2 separate regions of the Capra hircus genome follow, and region 1 is linked to region 2. A link is a contact called in public Hi-C data. All regions are on one chromosome and are shown on one strand. The core of a region is the stretch at or near the end of the contact, and the rest is flanking DNA. Distances in the headings are between cores, read along the strand shown. Region 1 has its middle 44 kb from the start of DMRTB1. Region 2 overlaps LRP8 (low-density lipoprotein receptor-related protein 8).

Region 1 (7,729 bases), core at 4,801-7,300, 120 kb before region 2:
TACTTCTTCAAAGAACTTATCTCCAAATTCAGTCATATTCTGAAATTTTGGGGGCTAGGACTTCAGCACACACATTTAGGGGGACATGATTCAGCCCAGAACAGAGGCTACTGACACTTCAGTTTGATAGGGACCCTGTATTGGCTCCCCAGGGCTGCCGGAACAAAGAACCACAGACTCCATGGCATAAGGCAACCAAAACTGATTTTCTCTGGAGGCTTGAAGTCTAAGCTTAAGGTGCTGGCAGGGCAGTGCTGTCTCTCTGGAGGGTCCAGAAGAGGTTCCTTCTTCGTCTCTTCCAGTCTCTGCTATTTTCTGCTCATGCTTGTCAGTCTTTGGCTTGCAGACGTATCCTCCAGTCTCTCTTCACACAGCGTGCCCTGCACGTGTGTGTCTGTGTCTAAGCTTCTTATTATAAGGCCTACCCCAATCTAGTGTGACCACACTTAACTTGAATATACCTACAAAGACCCTATTTCCAGGGAATTCCCTGATGGTCCAGTGGTTAGGACTCCATGTTGCCAGGACCAGGTTCAATCCCTGGACAGGGAACTAAGATCCAGCAAGCTTCTTGGTGAAGCCAAAAGAAAAAAAAGAGACCCTGTTTCCGAATTAGGTCTTGTTCACAGGTCCTGGGAGGCAGAACCTGAACACATCTTTCTGGAGGACACAGCTCAACCCACAACACCTCCCGTCTCCTTACGCCCTTACTCTCCTGCCCCCAGAGCTGCTCACCATTACTGTACTCTGCTTAAAGCCTCAGGGAGGGCGCTAAAAATCTAAGATCATCAGAAAACTAAGATCATGGCATCCGGTCCCATCCCTTCATGGCAAATAGATGAGGAAACAATGGAAACAGTGACAGATTTTATTTTCTTGGGCTCCAAAATCACTGAAGATGGTGACTGCAGCCATGAAATTAAGACTCTTGCTCCTTGGGAAGAAAGCTATGACAAACCTACAAACCTAAAAGCAGAGGCATCACTTTGTCAATAAAGGCCAGTATAAGTCAAAACTATGGTTTTTCCAGTAGTCATGTATGGATGTGAGAGTTGGACCATAAAGAAGGCTGAGCCCATCGAAGAATTGATGCTTTCAAACTGTGGTACTGGAGAAGACTTTTGAGAGTCCCTTGGACAGCAAGGAGATCCAACAAGTCCATCCTAAAGGAAATCATCCCTGAATATTCATTGGAAGGACTGATGCAGAACCTGAAGCTCCAATACTCTGGCCACCTGATGGGAAGAGTCAACTCACTAGAAAAGACCCTGATGCTGGGAAAGACTGAAGGCAGGAGGAGAAGGGGACGACAGAGGATGAGATGGTTGGATGGCACTGCAGACTCAACGAATATGAGTTTGAACAAACTTTGGGAGATGGTGAAGAACAGGGAAGCCTGGAGTGCTGCAGTCCACGGGCTCTCAAAGAGTCAGACACGAGTGAGTGACTGCCCAACAGCAATGACAGTGCTAACTGGCTTCCCTCGTCCAGTGCCTTTTTATTTATTTATTTTTTCAGATTTTATTATTATATTTTTTTACTTTACAATAGTGTATGGTACAGCCAATGCCTTTTTAAATGCCTAACATCTTTCTCTCTTCCCTGGTTCCTTTTCTCTCCATCTCGTTGTCTCTTTTCTCCCCCTTCCCCTCTCTTGTCCTTCCAGATTTTGCCTCTCTGCTCTGCCTCTCTCTTCCTCACTTTCCACTCCCTTCATCCTGGCTCCTCTCCCACCCACCCTCCTTGCTCAGGTCTCTTCCCAGAGGATGCTATTTTTCTCAGATGTGACAAGCAGGAAGAAGATTCTTAGTTGTCCTAAAAAATCGTGAATCCCTGCTTTGCTTTCGTGGCCATATGATGGCTTTCTTTCCCAAACGTGTCATGGATTGGGTCTGCTTTTTCCAAGCATTTTATAATGATTATTCGGCTTTTCACCCTTCTGACTTCTCTATGGAATTAATAAAATAAAGTAAAATAAAGCCACTGGTTATTTCCTCCTTTTAAGGAAGCCCCACACAGAGATGTCAATTAATTCAGCACAAGTCCACTCTGTGGCCAGTGAGGGGACAAAGCTGCTGGCTTCTCATTAATAGGAACCCATCATGGGCCCATGTGGGTTTGCACATGGATAGAGACTCACGCAATCACATCACTTCCTAAATTCTTGTTGCTGGCACACTGAAGCTTCCGTCAGGGTTTTTCTAGGCTGCTCTTGGCTATCTGACCAGTCTCTTCTGGATCCAAATTTTGGTTTACCACCTGCACTAAGGAATACAGATGCTTAAGGTCTCAGGAAACTATTAGAAAGCCAAGAGAATTCAAAGACTAATAGGTTGTGACTGTGTAGGACTTATCACAAGAATTCCAGGAAGATTCCAAGAAATGAGCCACCAATACACATCACACCATGAATGAATCTCAAAATCATTATTCCGAGTGAAAGAAGCCAGATTAAAAACAAGAGGGTGTAGGGAAGTCTAGAAAGTGCATACTGATCAATAGTGACAGAAAACAGACTGGTGTTGGCTTGGAGGATGGGGTTGCCTGGAAGGGGCCAGGAGGAAAGCAGTTTCAAAGGGGCACGAGGACGCCTGTGGTGGTGATGGATAAATTCACTCTCGAGATCGTTTCTCAGAGGGTATGCATGTGCCCAAACACCAAGTTGCATACAAAAAACAATCAAAGAAGATTCTACGTTTAAGAAATCTAGACCAGTGTACAAGGCACGGTGCCGAGTGTCGAGACACAAAATGTAAAGGCACAGAGCGGAGGGGCAGACACCATCATTCCCCGCAGGTCTGTTCAGTGGGTCCTGGAGTCCAGAGTTTCCCCGAGTTCCCACCCTACGCCTGAGCATGGTGGTAACTTGGTGACTTGTGTTGGACCTTGGGCCTGTTTTCTGCAAAATGAGGATAATAACTGTGAAATGGATGGTCACACCCACAACTTGATGCTGTGAGGGTGGGAGGTAAAAAGAGCACGGGGTTCGTACAGAGTAGAGCCTGCATAGCTGGTAGCAATGAGAAAAGGATTATTGCTCACACTTTCCCCAGGAGCCTTCTGTGTGGCGAGTATTACCTGGCAACCGGGATGCTGTGGGGTATGACATGGTTCCCGGAAGTGCGTTTGTGCAGGAAAAAAAGAGACGTACACTGGGCACAGAGATGGGCCCGCCTCAGACCTCAGCACCCCGATTTTTCCAGGTCTCTTTTATTCATGAGTCCAGATGGAGATCCACCCTCACCAGCTTCCCAGAAACTGTTTTGGGATCCCCCAAGAGAGGGAGGTCTTTTCTCACAAGCAAACAAATTTTAACTGTTTGAAAAGTGTTCTAAACATGCGTTTTAAGAGCAGGAGGTAAAATAAACACAATATAATTAAACATAATTGGAAAGGAAATTCAACTATGCTCGATAAGAAAGGAAGTTAGTACTGATCCAGAGCAAAGACAACCATGACATTGAGGGGTTAAAACATCAAAAACGTTTTGTTAGTTGGGTTTTCGGCTTTTAGAATACATACCGAAGTCCTTTTAATTTTGAAGGGTGTGAGTCCATCATCAAACCCACCATCCCCAGTGGAGGGAGAGACTAGCCGTATGGTGCGGGGAGGCTGGTCAGAGGCTGCACCGGGGCAGCGACAGATAGAGGGATAGCTGCATTGTGGCCGGTGGCCAGTCCTCCAGCCTTGCACAGCAGGCCAGGTGTAGGTAGCCGCATGATGGGGCAGGCCTTGTCTTGGAAGGACAAACCCCTCACCACCGCCGCCGCCACCATCATCACCACCACTGCCGCAAGCTTGTACTGAGTGCTTGCCTTGTCTGAGGCAACATTTGAAACACTGCACATTTTATGACTATCTTATTGAATACTCACAGAAGTCCTATGAAGGTTAGTGTTAGGATTTTCCCTATTTTACAGATGAGAAAACTGAGGCAGAAAGAGGTTAAGTCGCTTGCTCACAGTCTTGCATGCACGGTCAAGGAGAGGAGAGAGAGTTGAGATGCCAGCAAGAGAATTAATAGAGGAGTATTCTTGTTAATGGGGCTTCCCAGGTGGCGCTAGTGGTAAAGAACCTGCCTGCCAATGCAGGCAGACCTGAGAGACTCAGGTTCGATCCCTGGGTCGGGAAGATTCCCCTGGAGGTGGGCACGGCAACCCACTCCAGTATTCTTGCCTGGAGAATCCCATGGACAGAGGAGTCTGGCAGGCTGCAGTCCATAGGGTGTCACAGAGTGGACACGGCTGGAGCAACTTGGCACACACACAGTCTTGTTAATGCACCAGTCATCTAAACTTTGGCTTTTCAGAGTATTGACTCCCTAATCCCTAAAGGGATATGGGCCAAGGGACACCAAATTGATGTGTGGGTGGGGGTGCCTGTTATCACCATTTTAATGATGTTCAGAAAAAAGGAGTAAGGGCAGGGCCAAGCAGGAGGTATGGGGTGATGCCTCTGTTTTTCTGCTCAAAGGACATTTGCGTGACCTCACATTTTACAAATGCAGAGACTGAGTCTAGAGGAGCTAAATGACTTGGCCAGGGTCCCTCAGTGAATATATACTGGGACCTGAACTGGGTCTTTATGGTGCTAGCTTCGCTACAACTAAGAACTGTGAGTCCCCTCCTACTCAGGCCCCCAGAACTTAGGCCCTGAGAAGCCAGGTCTCCTGTTGAGGACACAGCTGGCCCAAGCCAGGGCTCTGCATCTCTCTCTCTCTGTCTCTCTCATTTTGACTCTTCATCTCATCCACATGGTCCCGACTCCCCCAGGGCCACACGTTATCACTGTGGGTGGAGGGGCTTTCCCACCAAGGCCACCCCCGCCAGAGAAAGAAGCGGACCCATGCAACTGCTGCTCATTGGGACAAGCAGGGGTCCTCACATGTTGGCTGTCCCAGCTGACGCCCCACTTTCTCTGCCCCGCTCAGGAGGAGCAGGCATAATCCAGGAGAGCGGAGGCCGCTTTTTCATAACCTTTAATACCTGCCTGCTGAAAAAAAGAACATCCACACAGAGAAAATTAAATGAATGTGCTGCTCAAAAGACTTCAGTTGGGGAAAGCTCTTCATCAGATCTGGGAATGCAGCCAGGAAAAAAAATCATTGCCCCAGCCCCGCTGGGAATGGCGACAATGACCTGGTTAGAGAAGCTCTTAGGAGTGGGGGCCTGTCCTGACCGTCCCCTTTGGAAGGGGCCCTGCCACCCCTTCTCTCCCAGAACCACATCCACACAGTGCTTTAAGACCTTTAATTATTCTTCCTTAAGAGGGAAGGAGGTTGGGTGGTCCTTCAAATGGGGCTTGGGTTGAACTAACACATCTTCATCACAGAATACAACTCAGCATAAAAAGTAGTGACCCATCAACACACGCAACAACAGTGATGAATCTCAAAAACAACGTCTGAAAGAAGCCAATATCAGGACACACACTGTATGATTTCATTTCTATGATACTCTGGAAAAGGAAAAGCTATAAGGAGAGAGTCAGGGGAACTAGTGTGGCCAGGGCTGGGAGTGGAGGGCATGAACCACAAAGGGTCACCAGGGAACTTTAGGGGAGAACGGAAATGCCCTGTTTCTTACGGGGTGGTAGCTACACTTTATCAGAATTTCTCAGACTATGTCAAATAGATAAGCTGTATTGTTTGTGAATTATACCTCTACACAGCTGATCACTGAAAAAAAAAAATTAGTGAATGAATGAGTGAGTGAATGAGGGTAGCAGCCACCGGCTGTTGCTGGGTCCCAATCACTGCCTTCGTGCAGGCGGGCGGGGTCCCTTCAGTGTCTTTGGGGAGGGGCCGCTCTCTAGGGAGCCCTCCCCATGCTCCACAGCCACTGGTACTCACCGTGTGATTGAATGAGTCTAGAGACAGTTCCCCCAGGAGGGGCATCTCTGACTACAGCTCTCACAGATAAGGCAAGTGGCAGGTCCCTGGCTTCTGCCCAGCAGGTCCCTGGCTCCTGCCCAGCAGGTTGCCAGCTAGATGTTGTCCTGGCTAGGTTCCTGAGGACAGCCTGCTTCCTTTCCCCCACCCCACGCTGAGCCTGTCCTGGACGCCAGGCCCTTCCCTGGAGGGGCTCAGACTCGGATGGGGCTGGCAGGGCCAGCTGCACACAGTTATGTCAGGCTGGACAGAGGGAATCCCCAGCTGCGGGAGCCAAGGATGGACTGGCCCTGACAGAAGGTGAGAGGGGCTTCCTGGTAGAGACGACATTCAGGCTAAGCGGGGCCACGGCTGAGAAGCGGGGAGGAAGGAAGAGTCCAGGGGACCACCCTGAGTCAGGGCAGGCAGGAGGCAGCTCAGCATGGTGTAGGGAGGCTCAGAGCAGGCAGTGACCAGTTCTTCCTGGAGAATAAGGCGTGAGGCCACCCGCGAGGGCCCTCCCAGGTCTTGAAGGCTTAGGAGCCTCCTGGACTTTGGACTCTCCTAAGGCAATGAACGGCCAGGCCCCAGGAGAGCAACATAATCAGACGTCCACTGTACAGAGAAGTCCCCGTGACAGGTGACTTATCAATACATGAGCCACACCAACACATTCAGGGTGTATGTGGCTCTTACAGCTTCCCAGGTGGTAAAGAACCCGCCTGCCATTGCAGGAGACATAAGAGACTCGGGTTTGATCCCTGGGTCAGGCAGATCCCCTGGAAGAGGGCGTGGCAACCCACTCCAGTATTCTTGCCTGGAGAATCCCATGGACAGGGGAGCCTGATGGGCTCCAGTCCATAGAGTCACAAAGAGTCGGACACGACTGAAGCGACTTGGTACACACGTGTGCCCGTGGCTCTTACAGCGTGCTTGTGTGAGCACTGTCTTGAGCAACAGCTACAGAAGCGCTTTGTGAACTATGTGCAGCCCTGCTGCCCACCTCAGACAACACCCCGCAGCCGTGAGTGTGTGCAGACCCTGCCTCGCAGGTGAGCAGACGATGAAGAGACTCCCAGTCATCCTGTGGCAGGTCCAGGCTGGAGCCACTCTGCCTGCTGAAGAGGGAGAGGAGAAAATGCCAGTCACAGGTTTCTGGGGTACTGCCTGCCCACACCCAGGACTTCCTCGCGGGCCTGGAAGGCCTCGGGACTGAAGAACAGAGCAGTTCTCCATCTGCCCTCCTGAGCCTCTGTCCACACAGCGGAAGCCCGAGCTTAGCTGGACGGCATTCATAATGACGGCCAGGAGGGGGCGCCCCAGGACAGATGACTTTGGACTCGACCACAGGATCACCCAGGAATTATATTCTGCATAGACTCAAAATTAGTGTTTATGCTCTTCCTCTTCCCCCTAAAATCTAGATGGTGAAATGTCTTCAGAAAATCGTGTTCAGACAAGCCCTTCTGCACCTGAAACCCTAGACCAAGCCTAGTCTTTTGGAGTAAGGGATCCTTGAAAAGACCCCACCAGGAGAAGCTTTTTCATTGAGGAAGGGGGATAGACAATCTCAGGGTTAGGGCTGGGGCAGGGGGTGATTGGAAGAGGTTCCCAGAGCAATCACCAGAGCCATTTCTTAGAGCCCAGTCAACCATCACTCCCAGGGGCTCTTCACGCCAGTAGGAGTATCAGAATCTTGGAGCCCTACTCTCAGGACACCTGCAGTGGCAGTTCGGGCTCTGGTCAAGGGTTCAGGTCAAGTTCATCCTAAAGTCAGTTCCGAGGTTATCCCAGAACCACCCCGTGGGGGCGGAGGGTACTGTGGGGCTGGGGGGAGACCTGCTTCGGTTATTTTAGGGT
Region 2 (7,583 bases), core at 496-2,995:
TTTCTCTCTTTCTCATTGTTTCTGCCCTGCTGTCCTAGCCAGGGCCCTGGCCTCTGAGGCCTTCCAGCCCCCACAGCAGGGGACCCTGCAGTGGAAGAGGTGGGGAACAGCCAGCGGGTGGCCAGACGAGGCACAGATGAAGGTCACTGGGCTCAAGCCAGGCCTGGGTAAGGATAGGGCAGACCCAGCAGCAGAGGGTGGCACCGTCCTGTGCCCTGAGGAACTTTCTGGGAGACCAGACTCACAGGCTGGACCCAAGCAAGGAATGCAAGGAGGTGGCTGCCCTGACAGCCAGAGCTGTCGGGCCCGGTTCCCAGCTAAAAGGAGCAGGAGAGTCTGGATTGCAGGTGGGCGGACATCACCAAGAGCTTGTGGGAAACTCAGGGTGGGCTCTAGGAAGGTTCATTTCTGAGGTCAGCAGCTTGGACAGAGAACACCTGAGTGGACAGAGCCTAGGTCAGATCCTCCCTCCCCTGCCTTCTTGGCAGGCCCGTTTCCACCCAGCACCCTCCCTCCTGGGTCTTCAGAGCAGATCATTCCCTTGAGCTTCCTGAAACAGCACACTTTTGCCCCTGTTGAGAATTGGGAAATTGATTTCGGAGAGGAAGAGAAGCTGGGAGAAGGTCACTGGGCCTTCGTCTGAGCTTGCAGGTGACAGACTCCCCCCAGCCTCTGCCCTGAAAAGTCCCAGAAGAAGGAAGTCATGGAAAAGAGGATAGGGCGGCAGGAACATCCGAGCCTAGGCGCCCTACCGGAGACTACTAACCTGCTGAACCCTCTTCTCTCTTGTCTTTTGCATGACACTCCAAAGAGACGTATGTACGCATGTGTTTGTGTCTCTGTGCTGGTGAGAGACCAGTGTCTGTATCCGTGACTCCTCCTCGGAGGAAGGCAAGGGAGTTGCGTCACGTGTCTCTGTGTGGCTGCCTGTCTGTGAGAATGCGCCTGCGCATGTGAGCTGGCGTGTGTGCATGCAGGCGTGCACCGGTGCTGGGGCACTGCCCCTTCCTTCCGCGGGGACCCCAAATGCCCCTCGGGCCTCTCTGGACCACTTTCCCTCCCTCCCCCCACTGCAGGCCCCCCGCAGACTCACCTCCAGGGTAGACCAAACTGGGAAGGCCCAGAGACTCCCCTCTTCTGCCTCCCTGCTGGCTCTCCAGGGCTGAGGGACCCTCTACCCGTTCTCTGACCCTGACTCACCCCAACCCTGGAGGCCTCTGTGCCTTTGTCTTTCATGGAAGCCTAAGTCACGTGGCACTCTCCCCTTCCCCCATCAGAGCCATCTGGCACCTCCCGCTCCACCCAGTGCTCAGTAAATACAGTGGTTGAACTGCAGCTCCTGCAGAAGGAGAGGGAGGAAGTGAGTGATGGTGACTGAGGCCATGAGTGAGCAGGTGAACAAGTGATGGACGGCGCTGAGGCAGTAGTATGCAGTGTGCTATGGGAGAGGTCAGGGAGGGCTGGGAGTGACGGGGAGATTCCTGGAGGTGGTGCCCTCCAGAAACCAGCCCACCCCAAGGGGCTGGGGCTTCCCAGTGGTGGGCCTGGCCAAGTCACCCCCAGCCCACCAGTCATGGGGTTGCCGTGGTCTTGTTCTTTCAGTTCTGCCAACATCCCAGAGAAACAGAAGGCGGCCCAGGGGTAAAGGGGAACATTCCCCCAGCATGGCTCAGGCTGGAGGGGGGGGGCACCCACAGCTATGCATGGCCTGGGGTGGGAAGCTCAGACCGGCTGTGTGCATGGCCCTGGCTGGCTCGGCACAGCTCTGCTTGGCTTGGCTGAAGTGGTGGGGCAGGGGTCTAATGGGCAGAGGGTGGCACGGCACCTTCCCCTGGCTTGAAGAGTTAACCTTCTGTGATTCTAAAGCCCAGAAGATGCTGTGAGAACTTGGTGAGCCTTGGTCCTGGCCTCTCTGACCTCCACTAGGACCCTGCCAGACATGGTGAGGGTGTGGAGGATGGGGGAACCAGATCCCTTCATCCCTTGCAGCAGTCGGTAATCTTGGGACCAGACTTGTGACCAAGTGTAGGAATAGGGACAGGTGCTGAGAGGGGAGGAGGGGGAAAAAGTCCACCATAGTTCGCAGTGGGAGAGAACTGATTTAGCAACAGTGCCATGGAGATAGAGGCCTGGCAGTCTTAAATAACCACAAGCTCAGTAGAGGGCAGCCCTTGTAGTTCAGACCCCTCTGGGTGGCAGACTAGCTCTGGGCCCCGTCCAGAGAGGGGCATGGACAGATGGAGTGCATCCAGAGAAAGACATGTGAAAGGCAGGGGACCAGGAATCAGTGCTTTAAGGAAATGCTGAGGGAGCCATTGGACTCTGGCCAACCCTGCGTGGCACCAGCTGCCTCGGGGGGAAGTGGGCTTCCTGAGACTGGAGGTGGTTAAGCAAGGGCATTTCACGGGGGATTCTTAAGGTACTTGAGGGTTGGACATGGCACATGCTTACTGAGGTCATGAGGAAGGAGACATAAGAAATGTGTTTGTGAAAGGAAAGACCTTAGGCAGCCTGGCTGCTTCCAGGCTGGTGATGGACAGAGTCCTGGCCTGGGAGGCAAAGGACCCGAGTTCTGGTTCCACCCTGTCCTGTCTGTGTGTCTGGCCTTAAGCAAGGACCCTCTGTGAGCCTCCTCTTGCCCAGTCACCTGGCTAACGAGGCTGAGGCTCGATGAGGCTCTGGGGGAGGCTGAGGCTGTCCTGAGTCTCTGCTTCAGCTCCAGGCCCATCCGTGTCCCTCCCCCACCCCAGTCTCAATTCCTGGACCCTCAGGAGCCCATGTCCCTCCCCAGGCCTGAACGAGTGTCTGCATAACAATGGCGGCTGTTCCCACATCTGTACCGACCTTAAGATTGGCTTTGAGTGCACGTGCCCTGCAGGCTACCAGCTCCTGGACCAGAAGACCTGTGGTGGTGAGCACCCCCACCCCAGCCCCTCAAGCAGAGGCAGCTCCTCCTGCTGGTTCTGACCTCTGCTCCTCCCCACAGACATCGATGAGTGCGAGGACCCAGATGCCTGCAGCCAGATCTGTGTCAATTACAAGGGCTACTTTAAATGCGAGTGCCACCCTGGCTACGAGATGGACACACTGACCAAGAACTGCAAGGCCGTTGGTCAGTATGGACACTACAAGGTGGGGGGCAGGGGAGCAACTCTGAGGGAGTCCAGGAAGCAGCGTGCTTGACATGCGAGGAGTGAGTGTGCACACACACCCCCTCACACACTCAGATAGGAAGTTGCCATATATAGCACACACACAGTGCAACCGTGCACACAACACTGACCCTGCACAGAGCCACCCAGAGACTGCACTCACATGGCAGATCTAAGCTGGACCATGCCGGCCACACATGGCATAGGCAACCCACACAAAGAGCTGTGTGCAGACCTGACGTTGATCTTCAGGTCAGCCGATAGAATTCACTTGTTTTATTCATTTGTTTACACTGAACACCTAACATTGTTGTAGACACTAGAGACTCAACAGTAAGCAAAGCAGATTCAAATCTCTGTCCTTATAGGATTTACACTCTAGTGGGTGAGACAGGAAATCAAAACATGAAATAAAGTTCAGTGCATGGCAGACAGTGATTAGGGTTCAGGAGAAATATAAATAGAGCAGTCCAAGGGGGCAGTGGCTTACGGTTTTAGAGTGGTCAAGAAAGCCCTTACTGAGAGGGTGACATTTGCATAAAGACCTGAAGGAGGAGAAGGGGTGAGCCATGCGTGACCTGCAGGAACCAAAGATAGCAGCATGCCTGCTGTGCTGAGATAACGAAGAGGAAGCCAGTGCAGCTGGAGCGAAGCGAGTAGGAGGAGATGAAGCCCACAAGGTGACTTGGGGCGATCATAAAGGCCTTCTTGACTATTGTAAAGGGCTGACTCTCACCATCAGTCAGGGGGAAGGAAGCTTTGGTCGATTCAGAGTAAAGGGACAGGGTGCCTTCCAATTTAACCAGCTCCCTCTAGCGGCTGTGTGGAGAACAGACTGTCAGGGGCAGGGGAGGAAGCTGGGTAACTGCTGCAGAGGTCCTTGCAGTCAGCCCGGAGAGAAGGGATGGTGGATTAAACCAGGGTGTTGCATGGAGATAATGAAAAGTAGACAATGTGAATATATTTTCAAGGTCAGGATTTATTTTGAAGCAACAGGATTTTCTTATGAATTGAATGTAGGATGTGAAACTGAAAAAAGGAGTCAAAGATGACCATGAGGTTTTTAACCAAATGAAAAAATGGGATTGCTATTTAAGGCATTGGGAAAGATGGTAAAAGCGGGTTTGGGAGAATATTGGATTAATTTGGACATGTTAAATTTAACAAAACTGTTTAGACATCTCAGTGGAAGTATTGTGTAGGCTGTTAGATATATGAACCTGGAATTCAGATGCACAAAAGCAGCTACAATAATTGATATATAGCCGGCAAACCTGAAACACACAGCACCCAAACTGTACGATGTACAGCACATACATTAGCACATCACATGTAGCTTGCAACCAGTTCCTTCCCCACCTAGGACAGGTGTGACGTGTAACAGAGACTATATACTTGCAGTGGAGACAACACACAATGGCCCACGTATATACAACCCCCACATATCAATATCTAAAGTGCAGTTCCACAAAAACTCCAGTCGTAAACAAACAGGGCACCTGTCACAGTCACAACTCTTGGTAAAAATCAGTTCAAGATACCCTTTAACCCAGCTCCTGCCCTCGGGAAGATAAGGTGTCTTTGCTTTCATTTCCAGGCGAGGGAATCCCTTGTGGCTCAGCTGGTAAAGAATCTGCCTGCAATGTGGGAGACCTGGGTTCGATCCCTGGGTTGGGAAGATCCCCTGGAGAAGGGAAAGGCTACCCACTCCAGTATTCTGGCCTGGAGAATTCCATGGGTCATATAGTCCATGGGGTTGCAAAGAGTCGGACACGACTGAGCGACTTTCACTCTCCAGGCAAGGAAAATCACAGATTGTCAATGGCAGAGTTGGCCTTGAACCCAGCCTTTCTCCTTTCTCCTTGCACATGGAGCTGTATTTTTCCATGTTCTCTGTCCCATACCCTCCCTGTCACCCCCACCCTGCTCTGAAATGATCTCTATCACTACACACAGGTCACACCCTCAGCCCCAGGCCCCACATGGCTCTGTGCTGGTCCCTCCCAACCCCCAAGGAGCACATTACCCTGGCAGAGATGTGCAGTGACAGGGACCAGGGGCCGTGCAGAAGTGTCAGCTGGAAAACAAGACTGGGAGAAGGCCCAGGCAGCTCCAGAGATAGGTGTTGCCGCTCAGACAGTGCATATACCTGAGACTGCCCCGTTACATCTGAAAACAGGCTGGAAGAGTGGCAGCCTGTGCCAAGTTCTAGACCCTTCTAGGCCTGGGGGACAGTGACCTTCCTCATGGAGTAGCCAGGAGTGTTAAACCTTTGATGTTCTTCCCAAAATCTAATCCTAAGTCTGAAAATGAGTTTGTATATACACCAGTTGTGTGTTGTCCCTTTGCATGTGAATAATTTGTATCATATTATACATATCCTGCCCCAGCTACTGGCTCAGAATAAAGTGCAAATCCAGATCACAGGATCCTTTGTGATTGGGTCCCTGCCGGCATCCGCAGATTCATTTCTTGCCGTGTCCCCAAACACACTGTGTAAATTGAAGACTCACAGTGACCTCCTTGAATCTCCTCCATTGAGCCTCACCACCAGCCCTGAGGTCTGTGCTCCATCCTGCAGCCTCAGCCATCTTTGTAAATCATGTAACATTCCTGTTGCCCCTTCTTGAATGTTGCAGTGGGGCCCAAGCAGAGGAAGAGGCAGCTGTTGGGGAGAAGTGCACTGTAGGTGGAAGGACAGCTTGAGCAAAGGCCCTGAGGCAGCAAAGCTCTGCTGTGGGGAGATGATGACAGATAGCCTAGTGGCTGGGACCAAGGTGTTAGGGGGGTGAGTGATGAGGCTGAACAGGGAGCTGGAGTCACTGCAGAAAGCCTCCCATACAGGCCAGAGGAAATGGAGTCATCGCAGATTTGGGGGAGTTTGTGTCTAATAAAAAAATCCCTCTTGTTATGTGTGGTGCTTTGCATCTTATGCTTTTTGTACCCATTATCTCACTTCTCTAACTTGTGAGGTAGGAGTTGCCACCACTTTTTACAGGAAATGAGGCGTCCCGCAGCAAACCGGTGGCAGAGCCTTGGTCTCTAGACCCCCCACCCGTTGCGCTGACCCTTGCCCTCTCAACCCCCCCTGCATGGCAGCTGGTAGAAGCCCATCCCTGATCTTCACCAACCGGCACGAAGTGCGGAGGATAGACCTGGTAAAGCGGGACTACTCGCGGCTCATCCCCATGCTCAAGAACGTCGTGGCGCTGGACGTTGAAGTTGCCACCAATCGCATCTACTGGTGCGACCTCTCCTACCGCAAGATCTACAGGTGAGCAGAGGCCTGGCTCCTGCAGCCAAGGCGTGGAGAGGGACTGACAAAGGCGGGGGGGACGGGTGGCCTCTGCACCCCTCTGCCCCTAGGTTCCCCCAGGACAGAGCTGGGGCTTAGGAGGGGATGCAGGAGCGCAGAGCACATGGAACTGCCGGGACTTCCCCACCTGCTGGGCCAGCGGAGTCTGAGGGCTTTGTTGGGAGAGCCCACACATGGGGGCTTTGACTGACCTCTGGAGGCCCAGTCGGGCGGTGCAAGGCATAGGAAGGTGCCTGGGGCTTTGGCGGGGACTTTCAGAGCCGCTCACATACATGTGTGTTGGATGCTCAGGACTGAAAGATGACTCAGACCTGGTCCTGCATGGAGCATCCCACTCAGAACACGGTGATATCCTTTGTGATGATCATGAAGGAAAAGTGTAGAGGACACCTCCGACCCGGTCTGGGGGCTGCACTATGCCCAGACCAGCCCTTCACATCACAGTCTCTTGGCTCTGGCTCCCAGGAAGGCTCCTCACACACACAAGAAGTTCTCTCCTGGGAGCTTCCGCGTGCCCAAGTCCCCTTTGGTAGTCATGTCCTTTCTTTGTCCTGAGGTCCACTTGGACTCAGGACTGCTGATGACCAGGCCCTGGGTGGACTGTTGAACAGATGGTGGGATGGATGGATGGAAGCAATGCCAGTGGCTACTCACTGACAACCCAGAGCCTATCACACCCTAGCGCACATAGACACACTCACACTGACACACCCAGAACCAGCTCAAGCAGTGTGTGTCCAACAGTTGTGACTGAAAGAGGCAGGATTTGATGACAGACTGGGTATGGGGCTGTAGGAGGAAGAGTTGAAATGAATTCCCACTTTCGTTTTGAGAGTTTCGGTTTCTCGCTTGGCACTTGGGTCCCGTTCTCTGAGATGAGACCGGGAGGGGAGAGATGGTGGTGGGTTAGGCAGGCTGAGTGTGGCTGAGAAGAGGGGAATGGGGTGAATAGTTTGGGATGTGTTGCATTCAAGGCATCCATGAGACATTCAAAGGGGGCCAGTCTGCTTTATAGTCTGAGACTTAGTTGTCAAGATCAGAGAATTTGAGTCAGGATGGCCGTGGGCACTGTGGAACTAACAGAGCAAAGAGAGGGTCTGGGAGAAGAAAGCCTT

Evidence for each region. A called contact is a pair of places that touch in the nucleus more often than the background predicts.
Region 1: a contact with region 2 is called in a Hi-C map of liver, with 6 times the contacts expected there. The contact joins two enhancer-like sites. A contact is called at or near these places in 3 of 5 Hi-C or Micro-C datasets (blood and liver).

What each region holds. Positions count from the first base shown.
Region 1 is chr3:27,972,447-27,980,175 of ARS1.2, reverse strand. No RefSeq gene overlaps it. Among named protein-coding and RNA genes, the nearest start is that of DMRTB1, 44 kb to the left of the region's middle. Within about 2 kb of position 6,050, at least 1 of the 5 cell types and tissues checked has an H3K27ac peak or open chromatin away from gene starts, as enhancers often do.
Region 2 is chr3:27,843,458-27,851,040 of ARS1.2, reverse strand. It overlaps LRP8 (low-density lipoprotein receptor-related protein 8), which reads left to right. Exons shown (of 18, transcript XM_018044342.1): 6 at 2,792-2,911; 7 at 2,987-3,112; 8 at 6,252-6,426. Among named protein-coding and RNA genes, the nearest start is that of MAGOH, 32 kb to the right of the region's middle. Within about 2 kb of position 1,745, at least 1 of the 5 cell types and tissues checked has an H3K27ac peak or open chromatin away from gene starts, as enhancers often do.